Regions from separate parts of the Macaca mulatta genome. Here region 2 is linked to region 1. The links are chromatin contacts, called in public Hi-C maps. All regions are on one chromosome and are shown on one strand. The core of a region is the stretch at or near the end of the contact, and the rest is flanking DNA. Distances in the headings are between cores, read along the strand shown.

The links. Hi-C and Micro-C count contacts between places; a contact is called where the count stands out from the background.
Region 2: a Hi-C map of fetal cortex germinal zone shows a contact between it and region 1, with 2.3 times the contacts expected there. The contact joins the promoter of MOB1B here to the promoter of DCK in region 1. A contact is called at or near these places in 2 of 14 Hi-C or Micro-C datasets (cortical neurons and fetal cortex germinal zone).

The regions. Positions count from the first base shown.
Region 1 is chr5:62,849,737-62,856,139 of T2T-MMU8v2.0, reverse strand. It overlaps DCK (deoxycytidine kinase), which reads left to right and starts at 2,976. Exons shown (of 7, transcript NM_001257554.1): 1 at 2,976-3,121. The coding sequence starts at 3,031.
Region 2 is chr5:62,939,022-62,945,424 of T2T-MMU8v2.0, reverse strand. MOB1B (MOB kinase activator 1B) reads left to right here and starts at 4,171. Exons shown (of 6, transcript XM_015138566.3): 1 at 4,171-4,352. The coding sequence starts at 4,339.

The DNA of each region.
Region 1 (6,403 bases), core at 1,727-4,226:
TCTTTTCTAAAAATCTTTTCTAGAAGTTTTAAATTCTGAAACATCTGGCTGCCAGGGTTTTAGATAAGAGATTGTGGACCAAAAATCAAGGTGTTTTGAAAAGTGCTTTTCCCTGTCTCTCCTTGTGTACCCCCAGGTCATGTAGGAAAATGGGAAATTATGCTGGACTTAATGCCAAAAAAAGCTAGATTCTTTGCTTCCCCCATTTACTTTGTTGTTACTTGAGACAGGGTCTCACTGGAGTACAGTGGCATGATCTTGGCTTACTGCAGCCTTGACTCCCTGGCTTCGGTAATTCTCCCACCTCAGCCTCCCAAATAGTTGGGACTACAGGCGCCCAGCTAATTTTTGTAGTTTTTGTAGAGACAGAGTTTTGCCATGTTGCCCAGGCTAGTCTCAAACTCCTGGGCTCAAGCGATTCACCCGCCTTGGCCTCCCACATTTGTATTTTTCAAAGTATACTCTTAAGCTTAGATGAATTCAAGTTTTCACAGCCAGAAACTGGTAGAACTGGTGTTTGACATCTTTCATTTTCCAGTGCTTAAACTCTTCATCATTTTAAGATACTTCCTGTGTGGGTCTTTTTTGTGGAAACCACACTTGGAGATTTCTACTCCTTGGAACCCCAAGCCTCTTTATGACATGCATCCAGGACCAGCTCTGCTTCCCTGTTGAATGTCTCAGAGACTTGCCTTCCTTCTCTCGGTAGCCGCCAGTATTACCATTTCATGAGTTTTCCCCCAAGCTTGGCGGTGGAATGTGATAGCTAGTAGCTTCCCCAGCACCTTTCTCCCAACTTCCTTGCTATACCTGATGACAACTATTCAGGCCTTTTCGATTCCTAGGATCTTGCTATTAATCACTATGGGGATAAGTAAAAGTAATACATACAAAATAATTGCATAACAGTAATATAGGGCAGTTACATAGAATGATACTTGCTGTTTAATCCTGGAAAATGTGATCGCCAAGGATTCAGATTTAATTTCTGCTCTTTATTTCTGAGGATGGAGTCACCATTTTCCCCTTTTGGCTACACATTTAGATCCTTTTCAGGTCTCATGGTAGTTGCAGTGTAAAAAAAGAATAGCAAGGCCTTTGGTTTCTGTAGACAATTTGGACCAGATAACTTCTAGACTGGGTAATATCCGGTTTATTAGTGTTACTGAATGGGAAGTCTTGACTCTGAATTGTCTGGGTTCTTGGCGTGTTGAAGAATTGAACAAAACGTAGAAACAAAGCAACAAAAGAAGGAAGCAACGAAAGACAAAGCAACAAAACGGAGTAACAAAAGCACAAAATTTATTGAAGCGAAGGAAGTCCTTCAAGAGTCCCAACTGCAGTGTTCTTAAGGTTTACTAGGCTAAAAGAATTTGATAGACCCCTAGGCAATTGATTACACCCTATGAAAGATTGGCCTGCGACCAATCAGAGGCTGAAATGGAGATGGCTGAGAAAAGCAGGCTGATGCGGAAACTTGTCTTTTTTTTTTTTTTTTTTGAGGCAGAGTCTCGCTCTGTCGCCCAGGCTGGAGTGCAGTGGCGCGATCTTGGCTCACTGCAAGCTCCGCCTCCCGGGTTCACGCCATTCTCCTGCCTCAGCCTCCAGAGTAGCTGGGACTACAGGCGCCCACCACCACGCCCGGCTAATTTTTTGTATTTTCGGTAGAGACGGGGTTTCACCGTGTTAGCCAGGATGGTCTCGATCTCCTGACCTCGTGATCCGCCCGCCTCGGTCTCCCAAAGTGCTGGATTACAGGCGTGAGCCACCACGCCCGGCGGAAACTTTTGTCTTGTAATCACAGGAGTGAAGGTGTGGCCTGTATGCTGCCTAGTCTTGCCTAGAACTGGCTGCACCTGCTGTTCTTTTGCTTATGCCTTAACCCTTGGTTACCCTAATTCCCTAGTCTCTTGCCTCATTAGGTCTTTACCCTGACTAAAAATGCACTCATCGAGCTGGGACAAATCCTACACTGCGTTTGTCCCAGCAGAGTACATGGCACATAAGTAGGCATTCAAAAATTCAACATACAGTACATTTTGTTACCTATGTGCCAGGTGTTAGGCAGGCTAACAGCCGAACAGAAACCTACCTACCCAACGTGCTAACTTCTATGCAGCATGGTCGTGCATCCAAATCAAATGGAAAGCGGTATGGGAGATCTGGAAAGGCTTCCCGTGGGTGGCATCTGACTACCTAAATTCCCATCCCAGTTTCACTTATTGACTTTGACACTTGGAACAAGCAGCCTCCCAGTGCCTGTTTTCCCACTAGTAGGTAAATGGGCTAATGACAGTATCTTCGCCACTAGACTGAATTAATGAAAAGCACATAGAGGAAGAGAGCCTGGCTCTCTAAGTGGGCAGTGCGATTCCCGAGGGCGGAACTTCGCTTCATAGTCTTCCTCTAGGCTGAGAAGCCAGGGTAAATCCATTTGATTTTCCTACCACACAGTGCCTTCTCCCCTGATGAGTTCAAATCTTTAAGTCTATCCAGTTCTGTCCAGACGCGTCTGTTCATCTCCAGCAGGCCCACTGGAGAGGCGGGTTTTCCAAAGCCTGGCACGGCCCACTGCAGATGACGCCCCCTGTCCTCCAATGCCCTCAGGCCTCTGGCGTCCACCCTTCCTCCCCACCCGACTCCGGAACCTCTTCCAGCGCCCCGCCCGGGCGCCTGGCTGCGAGGGTAGAGGCCTTCCGCCACACGCGCGGCCCCGCCCCGGCCTCCACGTGACGTGGCGTGCGAAGCGCCCATGCGGGGAGTCGCGCTGGAGGCGGGCTAGGGCCGAGGGGCAACCAGAGATCGGTGGGCTGAGGAGGGCGGGGCCACGCCACAGGCCCGCCCCTGTCCTCAGCTGCCTCCGCGCGCCAAAGTCAAACCCCGACACCCGCCGGCGGGCCTGTGAGCTCACTAGCGGACGGGGCAGGTCGGGATCTGCCTCGGCTGCGCCGCGAGCTCCAGTGCGCGTACCTGTGGCCGCCTCCCAGCCCTCTCTGCTGGACGCGCTCTGGGCCGCCACAAGACTAAGGAATGGCCACCCCGCCCAAGAGAAGCTGCCCGTCTCTCTCAGCCAGCTCTGAGGGGACCCGCATCAAGAAAATCTCCATCGAAGGGAACATCGGTAAGGAGCCTCCAGAAATGTGGGACGCAAGGCTGGGGTGTCGCGGCAGTGGCTGAAGCTTCCCTTCGCCGCATCTCTGTGCAGCTCCTCGGTGAGGGCTTTCCCTCCAGCCTGGCCGTGTGGACGCGCCCTCGGCTTCCTTTCCCACCCAGAGCTTCCTTCCCTTCCCTCCCGCGCCACGGGGTGACTGCGGTCCCCGGAGTCAGACTGGGCGCCAGGCCTGTGGTCTCTGTGAGGCGCGCTTTGAGCCTCTGCGCCCTCTTTGTTGGGAACTCGCAAAGGGAAGCGGGGGAAGGGTATCAGATTTCTTGAGGTGTAACTTACATTAAATTCACCCTTTTTAGGTGTACTCTTTTATGAGGTTTGACAAACATTATGCGTTTTACTATCACCACGATCGAAATACAGAACATTTTCATCACCTCAGAAAGTTCCTACCTGCTCCTTTGTAGTCAGCGCCCTCCACCCTTCCTATTCCCTGACACCCACTGATTTGATTTCTATCCCTGCAAGTGTTGCCTTTTCCAGAATGCCATATAAATGGAATCATAGGCTATATCGCCTTTTGTGTCTGGCGTCTTTCATTTAGCATAATGCTTTTGAAATTCATTCATGTTACTTGTGTGTGTAGTTTTTTTTTTTTTTTTTTTTTTTTATTGCTGAGTAGTATTCCATTGCATGGATGTACCATCGTTTATCGATTTTCTAGTTGTGGACCTCTGGGTTGTTTACAGTTTTTTAGCTATGTTATTACCGAAACATTATTTTAGCTATATTATTAACGAAACTCGAAACATTCGAGTACAAGAAAAGAGGTCTTTTATGATCTTAATAGCATGCAATTCCTCACCCCTTACTCCACATCCAAGTAAACATTGGATTATGATTCGAAGACCACTAACGTTTCTGTTAACTCAGATGGGGTGCTAAGACTAGGTCATTTTGCAAGATACACACCAACGTCCGATTCTTCTGTATTTCCAACCTCAGGAAACCTACCCCTGAAACTTCCTGTTTTGATAGATTTTTTTTTTTTTTAATTTTTTTAGCTCCAGGTTGGGTGCTGGTCATTCATGCATACAGCAAATTTTTAAAAATTCTTACCACATTCAAAGCACTGTACCTTCTTGAAAAAGACAAGGCAGGCAGATGCTTAGTATTCAAATCAATAGAAAAAAAATACATTCTCAAAGAGGACTTCTTATTTCATTGCTCCATAATTAAGGCACCAGTAGAAAGACCATATACTATACTTAGCAATGTAAGTTATTTGACGGTGCATGTTTACTAGTATGGAACCCCTGACAGTTGCTTACTGAATAAAGAAGACCATATATAAAGACAGGAGAAAGTGGCTGAACAAAGCCATCTGAAAAGTAAATTTGAGGCAGGGCATGGTGGCTTATACTTGTAATCCCAGGATTTTGGGAGACTTAGGCAAGAGGATCACTTGAATCCAGGAGTTTGAGACCAGCCTGGGCAACATAGTGAGAACTCATCTCCAAAAAAAAATTAAAAAATTAGCTGCATGTGCTGGTGTGCCTGTGGTCCCAGCTACTCAGGAGGCTAAGGCAGGAGGATTGCTTGAGCCCAAAGATCAAGGCCACAGTGAGCCATGCTCACACTACTGCACTCCAGCCTGGGTGACAGAGCAAGACTCTGTTAAAAACACAAAAACAAAACAAAAAAGTAAAGTTGAATGAATAACCCCTCAGATTAATACCACAATACCTTCATCCACTTTCCCTCTCTCTAATCCAGTTAGGTAGTATCATATTTAGAAATCTTTCCTCAAAGCATCTTTAATCTTCTCAGCAGCTGAAATAATTTCCTAATATTTCATCCCATCTCCAGTTTCTCTTAACTACTTCTGCAGCGGTCTTTTTGTATGCAAATCTCATGTGTTATCCCCTGCTTAAAATTCTTCATTGATTTCGCCTTTACCTACACTGAAAGGAGTTGCAAACTGATAGCTGCAATTGCACAATATTGGCCTGCACAGGTTGAAAAAAAATTTTAGTGCCCAGTGGCTCAGGCTTGTAATCCCCGTCCTTTGGGAGGCTGAGGCGGGAGGATTGCTTGAGTCCAAGAGTCTGAGACCAGCATGGCAACATAGAGAGAACTAGTCTCTAAGAAAAAAAAAAAAAAAAAAATTAGGCCAGGCTCGGTGAATCACACCTATAGCTCCAGCTACTCAGGAGGCTGATGCTGATGTGAGAGGATCGCTTGAGTCTGGGAGGCAGAAGTTGCAGTGAACTGAGATGGCACCACTGCACTCCAGCCTAGGTGACAGAGTGAGACTCTCTCAAAAAAAAAAAAAAAAAAAAAAGACCAGTTGTGGTAGCATGCACCTTTAGTCCTAGCTACTCAGGAGGCTGAGTTGGAGGATCTCTTGAGACCTATAGTTTGAGGCTGCCACGAGCTGTGGTTGTGCCACTGCCCTACAGCCTGGGCTACAGAGTGAGACCCTGTGTCTAAAGAAAAATAAATTAAATTTGTTGCTAACTTGAAAACATTTTGAGATTTCCCATAAACAGTTAAATTATTGGCTTTTGAAAAATCTGAAGATCTGTTAACACCAGGCCTGCATTTCTGTATGACAGCAATTGGTGTTTAGATGGAGCATGTTCCTTGCTATTTTTCGTCTCCCTGACACTGAGACTTTGTTAGTTACTGTTTATTATTGGTCTTGCACTTTTGTTCATGTCCTCTTCACCTTATTTGTCAGATCCAAATAAGCAATAAATGCACAAATTGTTAAGCTGTGCGTAAACTATTTTGCAATTCCTCTATTCTTCCTAGAATTTGAACTTGGTCGTTTTAGTTTTATATTTATATAACCCATCTTCTTATGTTCTGTGTTATTCAAATGTTCCCTTATGTTAGATGGATGGAGGACTTACCTGCTTCTCATTTTAGTAGTATGTTCAGAATGACTTTCAGCATTATAACGCCTGCTTGGCATTAGGAATTCTGTTAGTTTCCATGACTTTTAAAAGTATTAACATCAGTGTCTTTGGTTCTTTTTCTCCTTTGCCTTCATAGAAAATTAATTTAATAATTAGCTTATTTTCTAGCTCCCACTTCCCCCCAAAAAGTTAAGGAACTAGACGTGTTAGTCTGATTGGCAGCTCTAGCTAACTGTTATTACTCTGGTTGAACTAAATGTAACCGTTTTTACTCTTAGACTTTTTAAGTATGACCACATGAATTTTTCTGCTTGTAAGTAGTGTCAGAAGAAAGTTGAATGCTCTAGCCTTAAGTGCTTTCCGACTCTGGTGG
Region 2 (6,403 bases), core at 2,922-5,421, 88 kb before region 1:
AGGTGATCTGCCCGCCTCAGCCTCCCAAAGTGCTGGGATTACAGGCATGAGCCACTGTGATGAAAGAAAAAGCCACTTCTTTTTCTTTCTTTTTTTTTTTTTTTTTGACAGGGTCTCACTCTGTCACCCAGACTGGAGTGCAGTGGTGTGACCTCAGCTTATTGCAACCTCTGCCTCCCAAGTTCAAGTGATTCTTGTGTCTCAACCTCCTGAATAGCTGGGATTACAGGGCGTGCCACCATGCCCGGCTACTTTTGTACTTTTAGTAGAAACAGGGTTTTACCACGTTGGCCAGTTGTCTCCAACTCCTGACCTCAAGAAATCCGCCCACCTCTGCCTCCCAAAGTGCTGGGATTGCAAGTGTGTGCCACCACGCCTGGCCCATTCTTTTCTATTATGTCAAATTAATCTGTCCTTGAGAAGCACTTGAAATTGTACATTGGTTAGTCTTTAATGAAGCAAGATATAGAATTAAAATCTAAGGAGCACTGATAAGGGTCAGGTTGAATTGCTAGCTTTGTTAAGTGAGATTGTGTAGCATGCCAAAATACACTTAGGATATATTTATTCTTTTTTTTTTTTCTTTTTTATAGAGATCGGGTCTCGCTATGTTTACTAGGCTGGTCTCATACTCCTGACTTCAAGTAATCCTCCTATCTTGGCCTCCCAAAGTGCTGGGATTACAGGTGTGAGCCATGGCATCCAGCCTCAAATGAATATATATAAATATATACACACACACACACACACATATATATATATATTTGCTTTTCTCTTTTTTTTTTTTTAATTTTACTTTAAGTTCTGGGATATATGTGCAGAAAGTGCAGGTTTGTTACATAGGTATACATGTGCCATGGCGGTTTGCTGTACCTATCAACCCCCATGGTGGTTAGATGCACCTATCAACCTGTCATCTAGGTTTTAAGCCCTGCATGCATTAGATATTTGTCCTAATGCTTTTCTTCCCTTTGCCCCTCACCCCAGTGACAGGCCCTGGTGTGTGATGTTCCCCTCCCTGTGTCCATGTGTTCTCATTGTTCAACTCCCACTTATGAGTGAGAACATGCAGTGTTTGCTTTCTGTTCTTGTGTTACTTTGCTGAGAATTATGGTTTCCAGCTTCATCCATGTTTCTGCAAAGGATATGAACTAATTCTTTTTTATGGTTGCATAGTATTCTATGGTGTATATGTGCCATATTTTTTTTTATCCAGTCTATCATTGATGGGCATTTGGGTTGGTTCCAAGTCTTTGCTGTTGTAAATAGTGCTGCAATAAACATATGTGTGCATGTGTCTTTATTCAAATGAATATTTAAAGAGCATATGCCCACTCCTGTTCTGTTCTGTACATGTTATAGTATAATTTCAATTCTTTGAAAAGTTGGATAGAACAGAAATTTTAATAATCTTGCTCTATAAACAAAAGGTTATTAGATTTTGGTCAGGAGAGTAGCTTCTTGAAATTGAAATTTTTGGAAGAATGTAGTAGGAAATGTAGACTGGTGAGGGAGAAACGATAATTATAAATATCTATTTGAATATAACCTCTTTTGATTCTGAAATTCCCAATGTTTTTGGCATACTGAATACTTTTATGTGACAGTCATCATTTGATTTAAAGTCTAAGCTGGAATCATATTGTGTATTATTAACCTGACACCTCCCTCACATTTAGGCCAATATATTTACGTTTTATCAGGTGTTAATTCCAGGCAACTCTCCTAGTGGTATGATAAAGAAATACTCAGAAGGTATTTTTGCAGATTTTTTCCTCTGCCAATGTTTTCCTCTATTCAGTGTCACAGGATACATCTAAATTATGTCAGACCAAAACTAAGGCTACCTAAGCCAAATCAGGGAGCAGTTTGGAAATGTGTGCCAGTAATTTGAAGGATGCCCCTGGCAGGAGAGAACTTTAGAACTGAAAGATACCTTAGAGATCATGTAATGATACAGGCTCTCACTTTAATTGGGCTAAAACTGAAGCTATAACAGGTCAACTCACTTACTCTTTCCAAAGATAATCAGTAACCTGGTAATGCAAGTCTTACTTTCAGAAGACCCTTAAAAGAATTATACAGGGCTGGGCGTGGTGGCTCACACCTGTAATCCCAACACACTGGGAGGCCGAGGCGGGCAGATCACGAGGTCAGGAGTTCGAGACCAGCCTGGCCAACATAGTGGAACCCCGTCTCTACTAAAAATTCAAAAATTAGCTGGGTGTGGTGGCACACACTGGTAATCCCTGCTACTTTGGAGGCTGAGGCAGGAGAACTGCTTGAACCCAGGAGGCAGAGGTTGCAGTGAGCCGAGATCATGCCACTGGACTCCAGCCTGGGTGACAGAGTGAGACTCCATCTTGAAAAAAAAAAAAAGATTTATACAGTAAGTCAGTACCATATCAATATTTGGAGCACAGGGTTTTATATCATAAATCTATTCTTTTCATTAAGATAAATCCTCCTCTTTCTTCTTTTTAGGGAATCTTTAAAATATTTTTTAATTTAAAGTTCCAGGATACATGTGCAGGACATGCAGGTTTGTTACATAGGTAAACGTGTGCCATGGTGGTTTGCTGCACCTATGAACCTATCACCTAGGTATTAAGCTCTGCATGCATCAGCTATTTATCCTGATCTGGTAATCTTTTGAGCCTGTAAGTTTTCTCATTCCAGTAATTTCTTTTCTTCCTGAGATAGTGCAAGATTCTAGTATTTTCTTCTATTAATTTTTTTTTTTTTTTTTTTTTTGAGACGGAGTCTCACTCTGTCACCCAGTGGGGAGTGCAGTGGTACGGTCTTTGCTCACTGCAACCTCTGCTTCCTGGGTTGGAGCAATTCTCCTGCCTCAGTCTCCCAAGTAGCTGGGATTACAGGTGTGTGCCACCATACCAGGCTAATTTTCGTATTTTTAGTAGAGACTGGGCTTGGCCATTGTCTTGAACTGGTCTTGAACTTTGGCTGGTCTTGAATTCCTTACCTCAGGTGACCCACCTACCTCGGCCTCCCAGAGTGCTGGGATTACAGGCATGAGCCACTGTGCCCGGCCTAAAAAGGTTTTTTTAAAAATTTTTTTAACCACTTTACCAACGTGCCAAATAATAGTGCATAAATGCAGTATAATACATTTCATATCTGTACCTACTTCAAAGTGTATTCTGCCCTTTGGAATAAGCCAAAGGTGAGCTAATATCTGCACATGATTTGTTTTGCTCAGATTCTTTGAAAACGTGTGGATTTCATGGGTGTTGTAAGAAGATGGACATCTTTTGGGTACTCACATTTCCCCCCTAAATTGGTAATGCTGTGGTGACATATTCAAGGTATGTGAAGGATTCTTAAACAGAATATAAAGGCTTGCCCTGGGCCCCATAACCCTGTGAGAATAAAAGTCCCTTTGCAAGTGGGTCTGAATAGCTTCTAGGATATTCTGTGCGTTAGAATGCTTACAAGCTTTGGCTCCCTTTACACCGATGACCACCCTACCTTGCTGGGTTCTGCGGTGAACTGAGCTCAGCTCTCCTCCTTGGCTCGCTTACTTTTCCCAGCTGCTGATGACAGCCTGGCTTGCCTGTTCAGGTAGTCACGGACCCTGACCTTCCCCTAGTTCAGGGTTTACAAATATTACCATAAAAAGACAGAGACCTTGAAAACCCATTTGATCCTTTTCCTCCAAGCCATTCCAACCTGATGAAACTCCCTCCTGTTTTTAAGTGGTAGCACAGCAAGATGCCACCACCTTTCACCGCCCTTGGCCGGGCACTCACTGTGGGCCTAACTCCGGTGGTAATTCCATCCCTCACTGCGGGACCCTGACATCTCGGAGCGGAAGCCCACTTCCCCCCTAACCTCCGGAGCCCAGCTGAGCGTCTCCCAGCGCTCTGCCACGACCCCTAACCGGGTAGACAGGGGGGCCGGGCGGCCCCTGCGCACACGCTGGGCGTGGTCCCTGGCAGCAGAGAGGACCAGAAGGTGAGCGACCCCAGGCCGCAGCCAGACGGGAGGGGTGGGCTTGCACCGCTATCGCGAGAGCTCGTGAGGTGGGGGCGGCCGGGAGCTGGGGAGGGGCACGCGGAGAGCCTGCAGCCCTGCCCCGCCTCCCTTTCCTTCCCCTCCCCTGGAGTGATTCAAGACGAGCGCTACCCACTTCCGCCCCCTCCGCCTGCCATTGGAACTAGCTGAGCCGAACTAGTTGCGGCCACCGAGCAACCAGGTCTCCGCACCTCCTCCTCCGCCTCCCTGTCTCCTGTTCCATTTGCGTTTTCTCTCCTTTCCTGGCCGACGCCGCTCCGAGGCCTCGCAACCGCCGAGCCTGCAGCCTGCACCGCGGCCAACATGAGCTTCTTGTTGTGAGTAGCCAGGCCCCGCACGCGCCGGCTTTGTTCGGGTGGACCTGGGCCCCCGCCCGCTGCCCGCTGCCCGCTGCCCTCCGCCCGGCGTCCGCCGCCCACCCTCGTCCCGACCCTCCTGGCCCCGCGCTGCCCGGGCCGGGCGTCACCACCAAGCGGGGCCCCGGGACTGCGCGGAGCGCTCCAACTAGTCTAACCACCGCCTCCCCATCGGGCTTCGAGTACGCGTGGGCTCCTCCAGCCCTGAGGAGGTTCTTTCCCCCTGGCACACCCCGGGGCCAGCGCCTGGATTCCTTCATCACCCCCGTCTCTGCCCTCGCTCGCATTCCCGGGCTTGTTTGCGCGCTTCTCGTGTGTATCTCCCACTGTCCTGCACAACCCGTATCCAACCAGTGCCCGGTCGAAGGGCTCCGTCGCGGCTGCCCAATGCTCTTTTCTGGGTCCCAAGCACAGAAGATAGACTGTCGTACTTTCCCCCGTCATCCCAGGACCCTTTTAACTTCCTCTCTCGTCTTAGGGCTGGGAAGTTGGGATGACAAGTTCTGTACTTGTAACACTGAAACAAGGCTGCTTGCGGGTCGGGATCCCTTGGACACAGACTGGGGTCCCCAGGAAAGGGGTCTGGAGCCGCCTCCTTGCTTCCTCGAGGCGCCCTTCTTGCCAGAGTACTTTCCTGAAGAAGGCGAGTTTTACCTTTTTAGACAACCAGCAAATAGGTTTTGGATAGTGTACCCTGCTAGGTTGATTAGGTTCTCTGGGGAGTTGTTTGGAAAATCATTTGTAAATGCCAACTTTGGCGTCATATTTAGTGCTGGTCATTATTTCACTTACTTATCGTTTGTTCCAGACGAGTGGGGGGAACGTGGAGAGGGAAGGGCAGAAGGATGGGATGGCCAGATGTGGATATGGAGGCAGTAGATAAGCCTCAGGTCGTCTGAAAACAGGGGTTACACCCTGAGGAATAACTCCTTTGAAGGCTTCGTTGTGATGCACTCATTCCATGTTTAGTCTGTGTTTAGAAAACTAATAAAAACTCAGAGGTTGAAACTCATCCCATATATACTCTTTTACTGTTGTGGAGAAATTAGCATTTAAAGATTATTTTCTTATGATTTCCTTTCTTTCCTTGACTAATAATTTTTAGTTATTACATTGACGTCTGAATACTGAGAATTTAATTCACCCTTCTTTTCTTTTTTTTTTTTTTTGAGATGGAGTCTCACTCTGTCGCCCAGGCTGGAGTGCAGTAGCGCGGTCTCGGCTCACTGCAAACTCCGCCTCCTGGGTTCACGTCTCAGCCTCCCGAGTAGCTGGGACTACAGGCACCCGCCACCACGCCCGAAACGGGGTTTCACCATGTTCGCCAGGATGGTCTCGATTTCCTGACCTCGTGATCCACCTGCCTCGGCCTCCCAAAGTGTTGGGATTACAGGCGGGAGCCACCGCGCCCTGCCAGTTCACCCTTATTTTCACATGCTCACATCTAGAATTTTTTTTTAGGGTGTTTAAGCAAAACTGAACAATCACAGAAGGCTGACCTAGGGGCAGACTTGCTATTTCCAATATGCATAGGGGACCCGGCATGTGTCAACTTGCCTAAAAGGTTTACACTGTGAAAGGGATTTCTTAGGCTCCTCCTAGAAGTTGATTCTGAGTTTGTCAGATTGACATAGGGCTAGATGACAGGACTGGGTGACTTTATAAAAAAGTCCTTGTTTCCTATTTTAATTCTTCTTTTCTTTTTTTTTTTTTTGAAACGGAGTCTCTGCTCTGTCACCCAGACTGGAGTGTGTGGTGGCGTGATCTCGGCTCACTGCAACCTCCGCCTGCCGGGTTCAAGCGGTTCTCCTGCCTTAGCCTCCTAAGTAGCTGGCACTACAGGCCGGCGCCACCACGCCTGGCTAATTTTTGTATTTTTTAGTAGAGATGGGGGTTTCACCATGTTGGCCAGGCTGGTCTCGAACTCCTGACTTCAAGTGATCTGTCCGCCTCGATCTCCCAAAATGCTGGGATTACAGACGTGAGCCACCGCGCCTGGGCAGTTTCTTGTT